Regions from separate parts of the Mus musculus genome. Here region 2 is linked to region 1. The links are chromatin contacts, called in public Hi-C maps. All regions are on one chromosome and are shown on one strand. The core of a region is the stretch at or near the end of the contact, and the rest is flanking DNA. Distances in the headings are between cores, read along the strand shown. Region 1 overlaps Prkar1a (protein kinase, cAMP dependent regulatory, type I, alpha). Region 2 overlaps Abca6 (ATP-binding cassette, sub-family A (ABC1), member 6).

Region 1 (4,973 bases), core at 1,726-4,225:
CTGGACTTCATTGTACAGTGAAGCTTGTTCTAACTGGTCACCTTCCTGCCTCTGGCTCATGAGTGTTGGTTTGTAGGCATGACTGTAGGGGCTGTGTTATCTATTTGCTAGTAATACTTTTTAATGTACAAATGTTGTGTGGCCTCTACTAAGTTAGTAGGGAAGTTGCATCTTTGTTCACTTGCTCAGGAGTGGACCCTTTAAGGAAATAGCTTCCATAGGTGATAGTCGTTACTGTCTCTTTTCCAGGTGAAATTGCCCTGCTGATGAATCGTCCTCGGGCTGCCACTGTGGTTGCCCGGGGCCCTTTGAAGTGCGTTAAGTTGGACCGGCCTCGGTTTGAACGCGTCCTTGGCCCGTGCTCAGACATCCTCAAGCGGAACATCCAGCAGTACAACAGCTTCGTGTCCCTGTCCGTCTGACCCGCGCCTCCTGTGCCTCCTCCCCAGTCCATGCTTCACTCACGCAGACTGCTTTCTCTCCCTAGCCGCAGCGCCCAGTGGCCACTGCTTCACAGCTTCTTGTCTCTTTATACTAAAAGTTGCTTTATTGCACCATTTTTCATTGGGAGCGTTATTAAATGCTCATTCACAAATAAATAGAGAGTTGTATGGACTTGGCTGTCACCGCTTCTCTGTGCAGTGCTCGTGTTCAACCTGGGCAGCAAGTGCCGCGCTTTTTGCTGAGGGCGGTCCCTGCACCACTGAATTACCGTAATGATGTAATAGCTGTGCAGGGCTTTTAAGTGACACAGGTTTCCATTTCCATATGACACAAGTGACATACTTAGACTGTGGCCATGTTTGCTGTATTTCTTTATAGAGTAAATGATTTTAACCTTTAAGGATTAGAAGAATGAATATAGAAAACTCCTAGCACAGTAGAAAGACATCTGCCTGTAATTAAGCTAGTTTAAGTGTGGGAGTGCCCATGTTTTGCTAATCACCAGGCACTGCAGCTAGTTCAGCCCTCTCAGCCTGGTTTGGTGTGTCTGTTGCTAGTGTTTCTTCTCCAACCCTGAAATGTTTTGGTGTGGCTGGCCGTCTATCCCTGCCTTTAAGTTTGAAATCATTTGTAGATGGCAAGTACTGGTTGTGACTTCACTGCACCTGTCTGAGCTCACAGACGCTGATAACTTTATTTATCCAGCTGGTGCCAAATCCTGAGGATGAGACACAGAAATGTGAGAATTTGAGGTCTTCACTCTGGGGAGTTAACCGTGGTTAACTCGTGTGATCTGCCCTCAGTTACAGACTAGGGCGTTGGAATTACTGAGAATAGACAAATAGAGCAAGCTCCAGAGAGAAGGGGATGGAGGCAGTGCTGCTGAAGGTGGATGGCGGTCAGGTGTCCAGAAGCAGGAAGCTGGGTCTGTCCCCTGGGTTTCTGTTAGGAACAGTGGTGGGGTGTGACCGTGTTGTGGTCTGAAAGGCCACCCCGCTGAGTCCTGCCTTTTCCTGTCTAACCTTGAATTTCTCTGGTAAACTTTCTTTATTGTTTTTTGTTTGTGTGTGTGTGTTTAAAGTAAACTTGTGTTCTTGACTGTATTTCAGTATTTTCCAGCCTTATGTGTTACATTATTCCAGTGATAACCCAACAGTTTATTTTTATTACTGTTATTTTTTAAACAAAATTCACAGTTCGTAACGAGGCACACTTATCTTGTGATTTCTGTATAATGTCGGGTTCTATTTGGGAGTGACTGCGTTTTCATGTGTGTGCAAGTGGTTCTGATTAATAATTCCCTCCCTCCCTTTCCCAGTTAACTTAAATTGTTGGTTATGGTAGATTTTTTTCTTGGTAGATTGAAAAGCTTCTAGATTGTTACTAATTTGGGAAAAAGTTTCATTTAGGTTTTAGCATGGGATAGAAAGCTACCTTGTTGCCATATCTAAAACTTCCATAATCTATATTAAATGAGGGTTTTCTGTACTTACTTTGTGGTTGGCTATCTTTTTTTATATTTAAAAAAATAAAAATTATGTTACTAGCTTAAAGCTTAATTTGATATTTGTTTAAATGCCAAAAATGTATGTATGTGAATGATGTAGAACGCCATAAAATGCATTTCATGTGTATATACCCCCTTGGTCTGTACGGAGATAAACACCTGCTTTCTAAGAGTTCCATGCTAGCTTACAAGTTACGCCCTTTTGTCGTTTTACTCTTAGACTTTTCAAGATAAGTCTAAATTTAAAAATTACCACATTTAAAGCTTTATCTTTGTGCAATTTAAATATCAGTCAGAAGTCGTGGTTGGCATACTGTGTCTTTGTGGACTCTTGGCACCATTGTCTCTGGATGGGTGGGCGAATTTAAGCAATCTGCTGAGAAAGCAGAGCTGGCCAAAGGGACAGTTGCTGTTTCCTGGACACTAGTCTGATATACTCTGTGCTAATCTAATCGCTGTTCTTTTGTTACAGACTGTCTCAATGGTAGGTCACAGAATAAAAAAGATGAAATAATTTAAATTCTTAAACGAATCAGTTTTTCTTCCTTTCTTCCTTTTCTTCCTCTGTTTTTCCCCAAAATTTCAGTGGGAAAGAATGAAAGTGAATTTTGGGATTAGAATTTTGAAAAAGTAATGTATTTATTTTTTTTTAAAATACATTCCAATTCAGTTTGTCAAAGGGTGGATTTCAAAACCTTGCTTTTATGGGTGTGGGACAGACTCACTAACAAGCTCTGGAAGGGGAAGGTTCTGTCCAAAGCCATGGCGTTGTTTTCACAGGACAGACCTGTCTGTGTGCCTTAGGGCTTCACAGACTGGATTGGACTCCTGGTTTTACAAGATCCACCTGTAGCTGCTTGAGGATCTTACACATCAAGATTTGTTTCTGTTTCTTCCTGGAGTTTGAAGAGTGAGCACATGAGTTACTCTGGTGATAACTGGGATCTTCACACGCAGGGAAGCTGGAGTTAGTGCTGGAGAGTGGCTGAGTTCTGCTGCTTAAGCTCTGCCTGGCCAGGTTCAGAAGTCCCTTCCTCTCACCAGCTGCATGTCCTTCTTTTAAAACTTGGCCCAGGATGCAGTTTACTGTTGTGTTGACATTCTGAAATTGAATTAGCACAATGGCAGTGGCGTCACTTTGTCTCCAACCTCAAAGATTTGGACCCTTTGTGAACTTTGGCAAAGCCCTGCCAGTGCACTTCCGGGTGGACCAAAACCATGCTAACCATTTAATTTGCCCTCCATCACATCTGCCAAGGGGAAACACAAATCTCTCCCTTCTTACATTTGGGGTATTTCTGTAGAAACCATCATTTTTGTGTACATACACAGCTAAAATTTGTTTCTTGGCATAACTTTAGAACTGTGACATCATCATGAGTCCCTGTAAGAACAAGAAGTAGCTTTGTGATTTTAAAAAAGTCACCACTAGATGGAGAGCTTTTTCTTTATGCTCAGCTTTGCCAACCTCAGATGAGTCGCAGCTGTTTCTCAGTCTGCAGATCCTGCATTTGCGTGTCTCCCTACTTGGTACAATGTAAGTGTGACCCCGAGACTGCCACACCAGAAGCCCTCTGGGACCTGAGCTGCACTCGCAGAGAAAAACGTGATTATCCCTTGCCTTCCCACCCGAGGCTGAGTGAGGTCTGCCTCACCTCATCTGTGGCCATGTCACCTGGGGGCCTCCTGCACCACGCTTGTGTGGGGGCCCTCGTGCCTGCTGTTGATGAGGTCACTCGGTATTTAGAAGGCCTCCCAGGATAGTGCTCATGGGCTGACTCGCGTTCCTGAGTTTGAGAAAGCTGTCTCTTACTGTGAACGTGCAGCAGTAGACAGATGCAGTGTTAAAGAACCAGCAATGTAAAGACATGATCTTTACCACACAAGATGAGATTCTGTAGTAATGGGTCAGTGAAGTTAGACTAGAGAATCCTAAGAACCTGACCTCATACTTCTCCTAGGGGCAGTAATAATTTACCAGTTAAGAGGCCAGGAGTTTAATAGGACAGAATTGCTCCCTATAAGAGAATTGACTTATCCTTAGATAGGTCCAGCATTTGGAGAATGCTGTGGCATATCCCTCCAAACTGATCCCTACCAGTTCACACAGTCTTGGTTTTTTTATTTGCTTGCCAGTGGTAACATGGAAAGTTTTCACATAGACTCAGAATATTTTTTTTCCCCATGGGAAGTTGAGCAATGATTCAGAGTGCGTAAGCTGTAAGAACTCCACACTCTGAGAATGGAATGTTTTTGTCTTCTGGTGCTTTTGAAAAATGCTGCTCTTAGCTTTATGTTGTTGTTGTTAGAAAAACAGATAGTTAAAAGTAGCCTATATAGTTATCCATCATAGAATCAAGCCGAGTTACTTTGGTTTTGAAATGTAAAGCAGATTTCAGAGTCTCGAGAGACTGGTCTGCATCAGGGAGGCCATGTTGGAGATGGACTGCAGCTCGCCCGAGCCAGGCTGGCTGAGAGCCCCAAACCATCCTTTCTTTGATCTGACAGTGCCTGTCCCCCCCAGCCCCCAATCTTCAGTGTGGCTTCCTTGTGCTTCCCAGACATGGGAGAAGAGAAGAAACAGTTGATGTTGCTGCAGGAAGCTGCGCCTCACAAAAGGGCCTTCTTGAGAGGGAAGTCTTTAGAACCAGTTTTCTCTGGTAAAGAGTTGACTTTGCTGTTTTTTCTCCTGTAGCCCAGCCCAGCCCAGCCCAGCCCAGCCTTCAACTCTACACTCTTTGTTTCAGCCACTCAAGGGTGGGGATTTGCTGGAATGAGTCACAGCACCCAGCAAATTTGACTTCACAAATGGGTGTGATGCTATACATTTTGGAAGAAGTCTAAACCACAAGATGATGTGGTTTTGTCTCTTGAGAGCTATAGTTCTCATCCTTACACATTGGAGGAGGGGCATGCTCGTGAGGGTTGCAGACCTATGTCTTGCAGGGTAGTGTCTGGGACTGGCAAGGCTCTAGGGTGAATAGAGGCAAGGTTATTTCGCAAACTGGGTTCTGGGGTTGTG
Region 2 (4,973 bases), core at 1,005-3,504, 530 kb after region 1:
ACAATGTCAGTTAAAGTGGAACATCTGGAGGAGGTTTCACATTTACATATATTTAAAAATATTGTATCATACTGGTAATCTGCATGTTGTTAAGTTTATCCAACATTCTCAAATATATGGGCAACCACCATTGCATTTTATTTTTAGTTACTGTGCAGAATTTGATCGACACCATATTACTTACTACAGAAAACACAATTTCGCTTGTCATGTCAATGTTCAACAGTTTTGACGTGTATGATGTGAAGTAGCTTGTGAGAAGCATTCCGCTGAAGAGGCTAATGTCCACTACTGCCTGTCCACACCAGTAGGCCGAAGGGTAGAGGCCAGAAATCCACAGCTGGGAATCAGCTTTCTTCTGATGAGAAAATACAGAATGGACGTCAGTTCAGTTGAATTGCAAGGTGTTTTTGTTTGTTTGGATTTCATTTTGTGGGGTTTTTTTTGGGGGGGGGGGGTAGTTAGAGCTGGCCTGGCATTATGCAAAAAGGACGACCTTTAACTTCTGATCTTGTTTCCATCTCCCAAATGCTAGGATTAAAGGCATGGGCCATTCTGCCTGGTTTTTCAGGAATGGGGATCAAACCCCTGACTTTATGCATGCTAGCTTGCCCCTCTTGCATGGTTCTTTCTGCGGAGGGTTGTGTTGCAGCATATTTGATCACATTGTACAAACCCCTAGATTGTGAACTTGAAACGCATTGTTGTGGCATGGCTCAGCCCTAGCACACACCTTTTATCCAAGAGCTTTCTATTGATTGTAAACAGGTTGTGTAGTGTGGCTCAGCCCTAGCACACACCATTAATTCAACAAGCTTCCTGTAAACAGGGTTAAATAAAGTCAGCCATAGGTAAAGTGGCAAAAGAGCAACCAGGTGACAGGGAGGGAACATAAGAAAGCCTAGGAAAAAGAAAAGAGGGTCTTTGGGTTGAAGGATATTTAAGACAATATGAAGCAGAAAAAAAATAACTCTTTTCTTTTTGGATATTGATGGAGTAGGAAGGTCAGCTGGGTGCTGTCTCTGCGTCTCTGAGCTAGGTAGCTTTCACCACAGTTTGGCTCCTGCATCGTCGTTTGGTAAATCGAACGTTTGGGGTTTTGTTTTAAAGGCAATAGGGTTGCTCTGAGTGTTCAGTCCTTTGTGCTTCTACATGAATTTTAGAATCACTTTTCTAACACTGTGAAAAGTACAATGACAATATCCTAGTGATCGAATCTGACAGAGTAGATGATAACCTTCGAATAATAGGGTTTTGTCAAATTTTATTCCTACCAGAAGTGTTACACTTTTTAAAGTATATTATATAATATAGTACTCATATCAAGCCTATGGGATTGAATTTGTTCTTAGCTCCACTCTCAGGCATTGTCTTAGAAAGTACTTAAATTTTGAATCTTGGAAAATCATATCAAATTCATGCCAAATCGTGTCAAATGTCTGCGTTTGCTCTACTATCCATTTTCTATCTTGAAGGTAAGATAATACCCCAAGTTCTGTTTTAGAAAATACCCTCTCCCATTCCAATAGCTACTGGGACTTAAATAGTGCCTCCAGTTAATTACCTTAGATAACAGCAGAAACAGTTCTCCATGCCTTTTTATCTTTTTTCTTTCCTCGGTGTGTGTCAAACTAAGGTGTGGTCGTTGGAATTCTGTCATTTTAAATCATGAAGTGAGGGTTCATCTTCAGAAATGTCAAGAGTTGGTTTTAGACATTTTTTTAGGGTCAGAGGCTGGGCTCTGGCTGCCCCCAGTAAGCTAGGGCTAGCAGTCCACCCTAATGTGCCAATCAAAGAGACAAGGAGTATCGAAAGGCAGAGAATAGGGATTTGTTCAAAGCAGTCACATCACAAAGACAAGAAAATGATTTTTTAAAAAAAGAAAGAAAGGTCTAGTCAGGGATATTGACATGAGGTTTAAGGTTACAAAGAGGACAAGTGGTTTGCATAACTAAGCAGGCACAGTGAAGGTGTGGGCCATTATAGACCCGCCATAGTCTCAGCTCTACCTCTTCAGCAAGGTGGTAAAGTTGTAAGAACTCTGTGAAATCTCTGTCTGGGGAACGAGACACTTTTCTGTCTGCAATCGAGCTTCAGACTTTCTCCTTCTGCCTTTCTGATCTCAACACAAAATGGGAGACTCCCTTTCTTAGTGGGGCTTTTTCTCTGTCTCTGCCTGTCTTGGTCTGGAGAGTGTCCTTGAACACAGGTGGCTGGCCTGGTCTGAAAAGTGACCTTGTACAGGGTTTCTGCAAGATTGTGTAACCCAGCACACAGGTCCACTCTGGCTTCCTGCCCACATGATAATTAGTTGCTGTATTATAACCAATCAGCCCTTTACCTGATCGCCTGATGTCAAGACCAATTAGCCCTTTCCACCCATACCCATAAAAGGCCCTTATATACTCTATCCCTGAAACAATAAAGTAGACTTGTCTCTCTGCAGTGGTCTCCAGAGGTCATTCCACTCATACTCCCCACTGTCCAATCCTGTTCTCCACTTCTGCTCCCTTTGTCCCCTCAGGCTGGTGGCCAACAGCCTTTGGGGAGACAGAGGGGTCACAGGAGGAAGATAAATGTTTGTATAATGTAGGATAATGTTATTGTGTACTGTGTAAAGACACCCTGATTATTCAAATGCTGGTTTCTGTGCCCTGTGTCTGGTTGCAATCCTTATTCTGAGATTCTCCTGTCTCAGTGTTGTGTAAACATTGCTCCCCAACTGTTCCCTGAGTGGTCCATAAAGAAGCTGCTCAGCCAATGACTGATCAGGGAGAAAATAGGGATGGACGTCCTCCCATCCAGGGGAAGGGGAAGAAGAGAAAGGAAATAGGGATTCGCCACTGGAAGAGTCCAGGCAAGACCATGAGAAGACACCTACAGACCAGAGGGCCAGATCAGTACTAAAAGGCAAGTGTCACTAGGACTTTGCCTGGGAGGTAGCCAGATGGGCTTAGAGGATTAAAATAGAGTGATATTGCTCAGTTGTTGTGCCCTTAAAGCTTGTTAAATAAGTATAATAGTAGTCTCGATTATTTGCGAGCCAGCTGGGTTAAGAGGAAGTCTGCAACATCTATTTAAAAAAAAAAAAGCTACTAATACTGTGAAAGCTACCAATCTCTTTTGCTGCTACTCCTGTGACCCTAGGCCGTCAGAGAGCAAGCTGTCACACAGCATTTATTTCATACACCTATTGCACGCACCAACATTCTTGCTTTAGGAACAGACCCCTCTCCTGTTGGAATCACTGTTGCGTGTTTGTTAGCAGTGGACCTAATGCTCTCAATAATCCCTGATCCCCTGGGAAGGATTCCACGAGATATTCAGTTATGTTCCCAAGCACTTGCTATTGTGAAACAGAAAGTGGGGATAGTCAATGTATGAAAAGCCCATGGGATGTTAATCTGCTCTTTGATACATATGGCATTTAAAAGATGAGTATCAATATTCAACTTAAATCATAGATTTCTGACCGATTTCTTCATGTGTGCCAAGTGCTGGGCTAGTGGGGGTCTTGTCATATAAATTCACTTTATTTGCTTATCTTAAAAAACCTATTACTGACATTGACTGGCTTGGCATTGTATACGTGTACATTTGTGGGGGTGGTTGAAAAGGCAAGATTTTTTTAAGGTAAATTCATAATATGTTATTATTGAAAATAATTACACATTGTGTTTAAGAACCTGAGACCTACAGATCCAATTCCCTTACCATGTTTTCTTTGGTACACTGATGTGCAATACCATGTTAACCCATGAGTAATGAAAAGAACTCTAAATATTTTCTTGTTCTCATTACATGAGGTCAGTTGTGGGGGTTTCCAATAATAATAATATTCTGTCTGTTTTTTGAAATTTTTGGATTCTAGATTCTAGATCTTTAAATTTAATCACTATATTTTAATTTTTGTAAAAATAAATAAATAAATAAAAATAAAATTGTAAGGAGGGACCATAACAGCAAAAGACCTATAGAGAGAAAAATAATAGGTCCATATTAATAAATGGAAGTCTGTTAAAGGATTTTTAAGAGTCAGAGGGTCAAAGAAGTCTGATGCAAGACTGCATCTTCTAGATATGACAGGGAAGCTGGAGTCATGAAATGGAATAGCTGCTTAAACAAGACCTGAGCAATGACAGCACGAGCTGTCATGGCAAAAGAACAGGGTCACAGGGGTCATCTCACAAGGCCACTCCCTTAGATGAAGAGCTACAGGCTATTTATTCATGGTTACAGAGAGAGACAGAGACAGACAGGGACAGATAGAGTTTGAGAGAGACAGTTTGTGTGTGTGTGTGTGTGTGAGAGAGAGAGAGAGAGAGAGAGAGAGAGAGAGAGAGAGAGAGAGAGAGAAAATTTCAATCTTCCTCAGGGATAAGCCTTCGATAGGCTATCCAATCCCAAGTGATCAGCCCTAAGCCCATGCATGTAGGAGCAACACTAAGTGGTCTCAGAAGATTGTATGTATTTATACATGCACTCCTATATATGCCTCAGAGTAAAAGAAAAGGAGATTATGAACTTGAGAGGGCAAGGGAGAAGTGGGATAAGTTGGGGGTGGGGAGGGAGAAATGAAGTAAATAATTCAGTATTTGTATAATGAAGTTTTCTTAGAAAAATTAATTACAGTTTTAACAGATCATGACACTAAAAACTAAAATAAAAGAAAGCCTGCCAGGGCTAGAGAGATGGCTCAGTGGTTATGAGCACTGACTGCTCTTCCAGAGGTCCTGAGTCCAATTCCCAGCAACCACCTGGTGGCTCACAACCATCTGTAATGCGATCCAATGCCCTCTTCTGGTGTGTCTGAAGACAGCTACAGTGTACTCATATATGATAAATAAATAAATAAATAAATAAATAAATAAATAAATCTTTATAAAGAAAAGAAGAAAGCCTTCCAAGTTGAAGGAGGAGGAGGAGAAGGAGGAAGAGGAAGAGGAAGAAGAAGAAATAATTAAGGTTATTGT

The links. A called contact is a pair of places that touch in the nucleus more often than the background predicts.
Region 2: a contact with region 1 is called in a Hi-C map of liver, with 1.7 times the contacts expected there. The contact joins two enhancer-like sites. A contact is called at or near these places in 1 of 484 Hi-C or Micro-C datasets (liver) and 1 of 9 other capture datasets (embryonic stem cells).

The regions. Positions count from the first base shown.
Region 1 is chr11:109,667,181-109,672,153 of GRCm38.p6, forward strand. Prkar1a (protein kinase, cAMP dependent regulatory, type I, alpha) reads left to right here. Exons shown (of 11, transcript NM_001373913.1): 11 at 250-2,483. The coding sequence ends at 422. It also overlaps a transcript of Fam20a not described here. Among named protein-coding and RNA genes, the nearest start is that of Gm39443, 16 kb to the left of the region's middle. Within about 2 kb of position 2,976, at least 151 of the 459 cell types and tissues checked have an H3K27ac peak or open chromatin away from gene starts, as enhancers often do. A contact at or near this core is called in liver, where this site is marked.
Region 2 is chr11:110,196,822-110,201,794 of GRCm38.p6, forward strand. Abca6 (ATP-binding cassette, sub-family A (ABC1), member 6) reads right to left here. Exons shown (of 39, transcript NM_147218.2): 24 at 185-358. Among named protein-coding and RNA genes, the nearest start is that of Abca9, 31 kb to the left of the region's middle. Within about 2 kb of position 2,255, at least 5 of the 459 cell types and tissues checked have an H3K27ac peak or open chromatin away from gene starts, as enhancers often do. A contact at or near this core is called in liver, where this site is marked.